3 separate regions of the Mus musculus genome follow, and regions 1 and 3 are each linked to region 2. Evidence: chromatin contacts called from public Hi-C and Micro-C data. All regions are on one chromosome and are shown on one strand. The core of a region is the stretch at or near the end of the contact, and the rest is flanking DNA. Distances in the headings are between cores, read along the strand shown.

Region 1 (3,256 bases), core at 735-3,234, 51 kb before region 2:
TTTTTTGGTTTTTCGAGACAGGGTTTCTCTGTGTGGCCCTACCTGTCCTGGAACTCACTTTGTAGACCAGGCTGGCCTCGAACTCAGAAATCCGCCTGCCTCTGCCTCCCGAGTGCTGGGATTAAAGGCGTGCGCCATCACGCCCAGCTGTGGCAGCCTTCTTGCTGGGATAGAATGGATTGGGGGGGAGGGCTACAGAGCACAGAGCCTACCTAGAGAGAGGCCAGAGGGGCCATAACGGCCCACATAGCCAACATATCCTCCATTAGTAGGCAGGACTAGAGCATGTCCTGCTATGAGACCAGAGTAGTTGCATACAGAGGTAAGATGGCCACAAGTCCAGACTGGCAGGTGCCAAGCTTGGGGTAAAGGTTCCAAGACGCCAGACTGAGGCACCCTCTTCGCTTTGAGCCTTCTAGAGTCCCTCTCAAGGCCGGTGTGCCAGAAGAAGGGATATTCAGATTCAAAGTAGCTTCTTGACCTTCATTGTTGGTATTGTGAGGGTGGGCACCTTTCTTGAGACCCCGGAGCAGGGAAGACAGGCAGCCATTGGCCCGATCTCCATAGGAGACCGTGTAAAGCTCTCTCGGACAGAGTGAAACCCAGAGAGCCCTCTTGAGTCAGCCATCCTAGCTCTAGGCTGGCAGGGCTTCCCCACGAGGTCACGTCTAATTGTCCTTGTGGCCTAGCTGATTAGCACAGTTACCACCAGCTCAGGAAGGAGGTGGACTTTCCGAGCGCCAGGAATTAAGCTGAGACTTTGCAAGTTCATGCTTTTGCCTGCCCCAGTGAGCAACATGGATACCCGTGGGCAGCTCTGGGCCTCATCCAAGCCCGGCTCAAATGCTCTCATTTGTTGACTAACGTGGCCTCATTTAAAGACCGGTGTCCCCCTCAACCTAGTTCCTCATCGAGACCCCAGAACCCAATTTCCCCCAGAAGCAGGCCCAGAGGGAGACGTGCCCAGCAGGGCAGGCTGCGCCCTGCGTGGGGGGGGGGGGGGGAAACGGGACGGACAGACACCAAACCCATGGCTTTCTAAGAAAGGCTGTTGGCCAGCGCCTGAGGCAACGGCGTGCCCACATGGCCTGGCCACAACCGAGTCTGCCTGGGTGGATTCTCCAGGAATCACTATGTCCAGAGGATGTGGTCAGAGATGGTAGAAAAGGAAAAGGCTGCCCTCCAGGCATTCTCTGAGTGAGGGCTGCACATGGCACATCCAGGAAGCCCCGGGGACAGCCACAGAGCTTGGAGAAAGGCGGGGCCAATTTAAAAAGATCAAAAACAAACAAACAAAAACAACCTTTTAATCCTAAAACCTGTTCAGCGTTTGCTATGATAGAGAGATACTAGCAACTGCCCCATACCTATTGTAGGAACTGTGGCCTTCAGGGCACAATCTTGAGGCTAAATTTTAATCCCTGCTGAGTGTGGACCAGCCAGCCCCTCATACCCTGGGCACACACACCCAACATTTCTTTCCACCATGGATGTATTTTGGGGAACCTTTGCTTATGCCCTTGGAAAGCCCTCTGTTAAGATGAAGACCCCCCCCCCAACTATACACATGCGCATAAGACTCTGGAAAGTCCCTCTGTGTCTTTTGAGGTAGTCCTGGAACAGGTGACTTGAAGGTGCCCAAGAGCTACTTTAGGCACCAGGAGACAGACACATGCCACCTGACACTGTCAGAGCCCCAGCTCCCCTTTGATGAATGTGCTGAGCGCTCAAATAAGCTTCAAAGTGAGGGATATGTGAGGTTCCAAATCCAGGCTTCTGTGGCTATTAGATTTCATGATTTCTTCTGCAGCCTTGGTTACGGGTTAGCACGAATCTTCTCACCCCTTAATTATAGTCCTAGCATTCGAAAAACACACCAACACCTCTCCCTCCCTTGGCGCCATCTCTTCATTCCTCCGAACTCCCAAAAGCCATGCGGGCCAGAGTTAATCCCCTGTGCTGTTTATGACTATCACTGTCCCCAGGATCCCCAGCTGACCACATACTTCCTGGCCCTTGCCACCACCTGCCTTACAAGGCAGGACTGCCCACCAGAGATGCTACTTTAGGAAGATTCAAGGGGACACAAATGCCAGGATCTTTTTTTTTAATGTGCTGAGCCAAGCCATTCCAAGGGCCTGGAAAACAGGCAGTGTTCTGCACCCCCAAGTCACACTCGGACAATTGCTGTCTTCCCCAGGGGTGGGAGGCGGAGGGAGAGCCCACAGCTGCTTCTGCCGCATGCCAATAGAGCAAAAATGAAACATTTAGAAAATTTCCTCTCTTGACTGAAAATCCGATTTAGGTCTGATGCCTGTCAACCAAATGAATTAAAATGGACAAATAATAGCTGCAACTCTGTCTCTGTATAGAGAGGAAGGCAGACCCTTCATGATGGAGACGGACAAGGCTTATTCCCTGACTGTGTGCATCTCCTGGAAATAACTGCAGGAAAGCCAGAGGGAGCCTGTGTCTCTGTGAGTGACCACCAAGCTGTGGAGGCAAGGAAACATGAGGGGGACAAGGAAAAGCCCACGGTCGCAGAAAGGACAGCTGGATCTAAGGGATATGAGCTGAAAACAGAAGGGGAAGGAAGGGTGGTGTCGCAGAGCTGCTTCGCTCTGGGCTGCAGGGACACAGGAGGAACAAGGCAGGTCTACGTGACCCTTGTCTGTCTAGGGCTACCTCTTACCTGTGCTTCACATGGCCAAGAGGAGGAAAATGGACATACTGGCATGTTTAACAGGAAATTGAGAAAGACACCAGATCATACAGAGTTGAGAAAACACCAGCCACTTAGCTTGGAATAAAGACCCGCAAGTAGGAAGGTGGGGTACAAAAGAAGATTGGGGTGAACCCAGGAGTAGCCCCATCTCCAGTAGACCTAACCCACATATGTTTCCGCCATACGGTCCCCCAGACCACAGATGGAGTACTCCAGGCTTCCCATCCCTGCCTGCTGGCTCTGTTCCTCCATAGGAGAGTGAACACTGAAAGACAGCAATGGCTGTCTCTTCCACAGCCTTCCCTGCTGAACCCTCAGGATAGATGAAATTCCGAAGGGAAAGTTAAGGGGTCCCATCGAGCATGCCTGCTCAAGGACCCTAGTGTGCTCTGACTTTCCTCCTAACCCATGCAGGAACGGGCCATTCTGTAGCCCCCAGGGGGCCTCCACCAGCTCCTCTTCATGTACCACACTGCCTACAGAAAGGCCCCGTACAAGGGCCGATGAGAAGCAACCTGAGGGAGCTGTAAA
Region 2 (3,228 bases), core at 315-2,814:
TACTGGGGGTCACAGGGTGGGTCGCATTCAGCCCCTGAGGAAGAGAAAAAAGGTACACAATTCACCCCACAAGGCCTAAAGGACACTACAGAGTCCATTTTCTCTCAAATGGCCTGGGGACCCTAAACAGGGAGTCCAAAGACCCTCTTGGGTCCTACCAACCTGGCACACAGTAGGCATTTCTCATCTGTGAATACCTACCCAGAAAAACAATTGTGCCTGCCCCTAGCCATGGGCTAAGCACAGCACACCCCTGATTCTCCAAGTGCAAAGCAGACACCTTTCTCCCCAAAGAAAATAAGAGCCCCTAGGCCCCTAAAAGTAGGAATGAGGGACAATGAAGAGGTAGCCTTTGACCCCTGGTCATTCTGTCTAGCCTCCCATTTGCAAAGTGAGCTAAAGGGAAGATTTCGAGGTCTCTGGGAAAGCCCAGACAAGCCCACCTGCCTAGCCCACAGGTGAAAGGCTAGATTTTACCCCAAGATTAACCCTAGTTAAACCAGGCAACCAAATCCTACCTCCCACGTTTCTCCTACCCCACACTGGTCACATTAAAAGAACTGCGCAATAGCTCTGCAGGGCCTCTGAGATTCCGACGCTCTTAAGGGAGTCTGACACTTTAATAGACACCTACTGTATGCATTTACTCAACCAGTTTTCGGCCTTCCCAGACAGCCTCCGACCCCCCACTCACAACTATTGGCGCATTGAGGGCTGGGGTCGCTGCGGGAAGGGGCCAACTCTCTCCTACCAAAGACAGATGGCCTCTGCAGACAGAAGTGTCGCAGCCCCTCACCTAGAGAAACACGCCACGCAAGAGGGGCTCCAGCTGTGCTCCTGTTGGAAATTAGGGACTACGACTGCAAAGTCACCCCCCCAAAGCCCCCAAGACCTATTCCTAAGCACATAAGCCGTGACAGACACCCCCAAAGTTGCACCTTAGAACGTTTTTTTTCCTTAAATAGGATACCTCCCAACGCAGTCTCTTTTTTTTTTTTTTCATACCTCCTCAATCCGAGCAACGACACCCCTCTTGAACGCCACTTCTGCCGGGCTAGAAGGGGCTGGGACCCTCCACCTCCCACAAACCCTGGGACCCCGGGATTGGGCTCAACAAGCAAGAGTGGTGCAGGGCGGATGAGGCGGGCACAGTGCAGGGCTTAGGGTTAGGCGGGACGGGCGGGACTTGGGGCGCATGGGACAGGGAGAATGGGGTGGTCGGTGGGGTGGTCGGCGGGGCATCGCAGGCTTCCCCAGAGGGGGCGCAAGCCAAACCGCCAGGGGGGGCTCACCATAGGTGCTGTGGCCGAAAGCCAGCAGGAGCAAGAGGACGCGCAGGAGGGCTCCGGTCGCGATCATCTCGGGGCGGCCTGGGTCGCGGTCCGGGGAGCGGAGGCGGTGCAGGGGCTGCTCCGGGGGCTGCGCTGGGCTTCTGGTTGCGGACCACGAAGGGGGCACGGGCGTCCAGCGGGAAGAAAGCCAGGGTTGCACCGGGGCGCACGCTGCTAAGTGCGGCTGCCGAGGAGCTGCCGCTGCGGCCCGCGCGCCGCCTTTTCGTACTGTCGTCCCCCCCCCCGCGGCCCCCGCCCACGCCCACGCCTCGCGCGCACGGGGCAGGCGCCGGCCAGTCCCGGTGACCCACCCCCTGGCGGGGCCGCCCCCCAGCGCCGCGGCGCCCGGAAGCGGCTCGAGCACGCGGCCGCACTCTTTGGCTAGACGGGTACCTGCGCACGATGGGCACGCGGTCCGCACACAGGACAGCACGCGGCTGGAGGCGGAGGCGGCGGCGCTCACACAGGCCCGCTTAGCGCAAGTCTCAGGAACCAAGCCAGGCGGGCGAAAGCCCTTGCACGCACTCAGAATACAAAAACGCTCACAGACACAGTAAGACACTTAGGGCTGGAGTCCCGCGCACACATGGCGCGGGTCAGAAGCCCAGGAGGACCCAAACGCACACCACGAAGATGTGGAAGATGCACATGATCACAGATGCACACACGAAAACCACCACGAAAAGCCGAAGCCCTCCGACGAGCCTTGCCATTGTGGAGTTTGGGGAAGGTGCAGATGCACTTGCCCCACGGACCCCCAACCCAAACACACCTTTCGGCACAGGCAAACCTTACTGCCTGTCCCTGGGGCACAGGTCACAGACCAGGGCAGCAGGAACACTGATCTGCTCCAAGCAGGGGAAGCGCCAGCTATGAAAAGACTGAGAGTCCTCCTGCCTATGCTGCCCCTCCACGCAGCCCGCCTGTAAACACAGGAGACCACTGGTAAACACCGACGACATCATGCGTCACCCCCCCCCCCCACCCCCTCCTCTCGCAGGTACCACAGTCACAGTCTGGGCCTTATCATTCTGAAACATAAAAGCACTGATTCTTTCCAACATGTACACACCTCGCAGCAACACGTATGCCCAGACCCCAAATCTGTCTCAGATTTGTGGAATCACCCAACAAACACACAAATTACACCAAAGCACACATAATCCAAATCCATCTTTGTTCACCGTGACACATGTCGACAGTTCACCAATATGTTCACCGTCAAATGCAGACAGACAGACAGACAGACAGACAGGCACACACACACACACACACACACACACACACACCCTCACTTAGTGGCTTTCAACCAGGGATGGCTTAGAGGATGGGATGGGAGTGTGTGTGTGTGTGTGTGTGTGTGTGTGTGTGTGTGGGTATTGATTCTGCCAGTGTCCCTGGGGCAATTCCTTTTTCCTGCAAGACCCCCCAGCAAGGGCTCAGTGCCTTTTACTCAGCTGAGACGCCCCCCATGCCCCATTCTGAGGCTCCAAAGGAGGAGGAGCTGAGTGAAGTGATACATTTATTGGGCCAGGGAGGTGGCTCACTGGGTAAAGGTGCTTGCAGCCAAACTTGAGTTTGATCCTTGACTCCTGCAGTTGCTCTTTGATCCCCACAGAACCCCCTTAAATAAAATGTAAATAAAGTCATTGACATAGCTCCTTTGGTAAATGGGCAAAGGTACTTGCCACCAAGCTGACAGCTTGAATTTAATCTCCAGACCCCCACACGGTAGAAGAAGAGACTAAGCTGTTGTCTTGTCTGACCACTACATGACTCTCTCTCTCTCTCTCTCTCTCTCTCTCTCACACATCTCTGTCTCTCTATATGAAAAAAGAAAACATGTAGAAAAATAAAAATCAAATAAATGTTTTAAAAATAAAATATAAATAAATAA
Region 3 (2,990 bases), core at 103-2,602, 35 kb after region 2:
ACAGCGATCGAGGAAGATACCCAGCGGCGCCAACCTCTGGGTTCCACACATGCAGGCACCCTCGTAAACATGTGCAGAAAAAAAAAAAAAGCAATAAAAATAAACAAAACAGTAGCTGCTGTTATTAGGATTCCCACGTTCTGGGGTAAACTGAGGCACAGTCACCTTGGTTTGCCAACGATTTGCAGTGGGTGAAAGACACTGGCCTCCATAGCCTATGAACTTACGTCTGAAGAGTCTCAGCTTCCCTACCCCACCTTCTCATTCTGTGGCCAAGAGTAGAGGGAAACTGTCACCTTAGGGCCTGGAGGCACCTTTCACTTGAGTGAGCTACCCAAGACGCCATGAAAATGAATAAATCTTTATTTAAAAGCCATCAGTGCATGCTTGTCATTCCGGGGCCCAGGAGATGATGCTCAGCAGCCACATAGCTTAGTCTTAATGAGACATCTTCAGGCTGAGTAAGAGATCCCTATCTTACACCTCAAAGTGGACAGGCAGCACCTCACAGACACTGAGACGGTATTTACACAGACAGTGAGAAATGTCACTGAGCTCCACCTCCGACCTTCACATAAGACGCACACCCAGGCACTCAAACACACGTGAACATTCATGGGCACGCGTGCACACAGCATTACCGGCTCAAGCCTGAAAGACCTTGTTCCACACCTCTCTTTAATGTGGGGTGTGGTGAGCTAGACTGGGAAAGCTGATGGTGGTGGCAGCAAACACCCTGAATTCCAGTCTCCATTCTACCTACCCTTAGCAGCTGTGTGGCCTTGTGTGCATTACCTCCACTCTCTGTGCCTCTGGATCACCCCCTCTGTAGCTTGAGAGCTAGCCCTGCCCTTTACACAGTGAGTCCTGGGCCTAGAAGGAACAATGCCTGCAGCTTACCACACTTAGAGAAGACTTCATGCCTATCCTGGCTCACAGACCTGTCTCCCAGGCCTGTGTCATGTGCCACTGAGTGTCGCTTGTGGGAACATCCTTTGGGGACTGTCTTGCTTGTCTTGTTGTCCCCATTGCTCTATGAATTTGATTTAATAGGGTCCAGCAGCCCCCCCCCCCCAGTCCAAGTTTGGCCACGGTTTCCCCAGGGATACATGACAGAGGGACAATCCAAAGATGTGACACAAGCAGGGGCTGAGCAGCTCCCTAGCAAGAGGAAAATTCTAGAACGCGAGTCAGGGCTCCATCCCTTGGTTTTTAAGATTCCCTGAGCTTCCCACTTGCAGTAGAAACAGCTTACTTTCAGATTAGTCAGCCAGTGTGAGTCAGTCAGGGCCTCACCAGCCCTGCCTGTGGAATATTGATGCAGTCTGCTCTGCCAAGGGGGCGGAGGGGCCTCCTGGGGGCCCAGGGCCCCTGCCTGCAGCCATTCCATCCGTTTCAAGGTTTGCTCAGTGCCTCACCACGCACACAGGCAGCCCCTTCCTTGTTTCTCTGGCCCAACATCACCGCCCCCCCTCCAGAGACAGGGTGATTAATCCCCCCATACCGGAGGAGCAGGGGCCAAGCAGCCACATAAGTCATGCCCACGCTGACAGCAGGCAAGGTAGACGCCCAGAGCTTTGGCCTTGGTGCACGTTGGGGAGGGAGGCCCCATTGGCCTTCTGCTCTGAAGGGGGAGAGGGGCCTGGAAAGCAGATTGCACACAGAGCAGTGTTGTCTCCAAGAGGAGAGGGGAGAGCAGCCCACACCCTTTGAGGCGCCATAGTCCCCTCCTTCCTGGATTCACGTGCTCTCATTCCTTCATGTGCTCACAGCCCTTTGCTGATCGCCCCCCTCCCTGGGGCTCCCAGTGGAGCCCTGCCTAGACCTAGACTGGCCGTGGGGTCTTGTGGAGAGAGACAGCTCCCACATGAGGGACACCCAGGGAAAACAGGCCACGTGGGCCTAGTAAGGTGAGGCCGCCTGGCCGTGGAGGGGCGTGCAGGCAGAACTGTAGGGAGGAGAAGCCTCAGCTTGAAGCCCAGGGTTGGATCCCGAGGAAGTGGCATTCCTGGCTCATTGTCACTGTGGCATGGGGACCAGAGCGAGAGGGGCCTGTGAGACAGAGGACATGGCCTTAGCAGGGATGAGACAGAGGACAAAGGCAATAATGTATGAACCAGAGGGGGAGGTCAACCCCGTCTCTCCAGATGTCCCCAAGGCTGCATGTGGAGCCAGGATGGGGTTTCTGGGGAGGGCTGGGGGGTATTCAGGAAAGCTGCTGTAAGGTCACAGGAGGGCCAGTGGAAAATGTCTTCACCTGTCTGGAGCCTGTCCCCAGGGTGGGGAGAAGGACAAGAGGGAGAGTCAGCTCTTCATTCCTTCTAGCTGACAAGGAGCTTAGACTTGTCTGCAGTTGACAGATTCCAGGATTCTCTACCTGTCCCTTACCCTCCTCACTGTAACTCCAACACACCCAGCTCTGACATTTCTTGGCCTCCCTCCATTCTCTAGGGGGTCACCTAAGTCCTCTGAGATCATGTTTAGAATGTTGCAGAAACCCGGGGCCGGATTGGATTGCCTGGCTCTCCTCCCATTGTTTTGTAGGCCTCTCCTGAATTGCTGGAGATGTGGGGAAAGCGAAGACGCAGGATATTCCTGCCTGGTGCCCCCTGTCCATCCCTGAGCTACATACACAAAGAAAATCGGCTCTCCCTTGAGGTTAATCCATTCTCCTTTCCAAGGGTCAGGTCCAGGAAGGTGGCCTTTACAGCAGCTTGGGTCATGTTTTCCCCCCAAGGTCTCAGGATGATGATAGCCCACCCAAGACATGGAGGTCATGGTCAGACAGGAACAATAGTCAGTCAGGACCCCAGGACCAGGAGAAGATGGCTGCCACCTGGAGGCTGTCTGGATTTAGCAAGAAGAACCCAGCATGTCCCCACTTCTGGTTAAGAAGTTTTAGAGTTTGGAGGGGTTGCAGTGGGATCAGTGGTACCACCAGCATGGAGGGAGTAAGTTGGGAGGCCCAGGACTCCAAGTAGCGCTAGGAC

What was found. A called contact is a pair of places that touch in the nucleus more often than the background predicts.
Region 1: a Hi-C map of muscle stem cells shows a contact between it and region 2, with 1.6 times the contacts expected there. The contact joins the enhancer-like site here to the promoter of Dlk1 in region 2. A contact is called at or near these places in 8 of 39 promoter capture datasets (the 3T3-L1 cell line, Sertoli cells, cranial neural crest and 5 more), 17 of 484 Hi-C or Micro-C datasets (the G1E-ER4 cell line, the HPC-7 cell line, LSK cells and 12 more), 9 of 115 datasets of contacts at active chromatin or transcription factors (craniofacial prominence, embryonic forebrain, embryonic hindbrain and 5 more) and 3 of 9 other capture datasets (adipose tissue, liver and pancreatic islet).
Region 3: a Micro-C map of palatal mesenchyme shows a contact between it and region 2, with 1.5 times the contacts expected there. The contact joins the enhancer-like site here to the promoter of Dlk1 in region 2. A contact is called at or near these places in 1 of 15 datasets of contacts at CTCF or cohesin (the NIH/3T3 cell line), 7 of 484 Hi-C or Micro-C datasets (the 3T3-L1 cell line, differentiating embryonic stem cells, embryonic fibroblasts and 3 more), 3 of 115 datasets of contacts at active chromatin or transcription factors (embryonic forebrain, large pre-B cells and pancreatic cancer cells) and 2 of 9 other capture datasets (adipose tissue and pancreatic islet).

What each region holds. Positions count from the first base shown.
Region 1 is chr12:109,503,304-109,506,559 of GRCm38.p6, reverse strand. All of the region lies in intron 7 of Gm34081 (a long non-coding RNA gene), which reads left to right. Among named protein-coding and RNA genes, the nearest start is that of Gm34017, 4.6 kb to the left of the region's middle. Within about 2 kb of position 1,984, at least 4 of the 459 cell types and tissues checked have an H3K27ac peak or open chromatin away from gene starts, as enhancers often do. A contact at or near this core is called in muscle stem cells, where this site is marked.
Region 2 is chr12:109,451,791-109,455,018 of GRCm38.p6, reverse strand. It overlaps Dlk1 (delta like non-canonical Notch ligand 1), which reads right to left and starts at 1,564. Exons shown (of 5, transcript NM_010052.5): 1 at 1,293-1,564; 2 at 1-34. The coding sequence starts at 1,359.
Region 3 is chr12:109,416,358-109,419,347 of GRCm38.p6, reverse strand. No RefSeq gene overlaps it. Among named protein-coding and RNA genes, the nearest start is that of Dlk1, 36 kb to the left of the region's middle. Within about 2 kb of position 1,352, at least 98 of the 459 cell types and tissues checked have an H3K27ac peak or open chromatin away from gene starts, as enhancers often do. A contact at or near this core is called in the NIH/3T3 cell line, embryonic fibroblasts, palatal mesenchyme and 1 more, where this site is marked.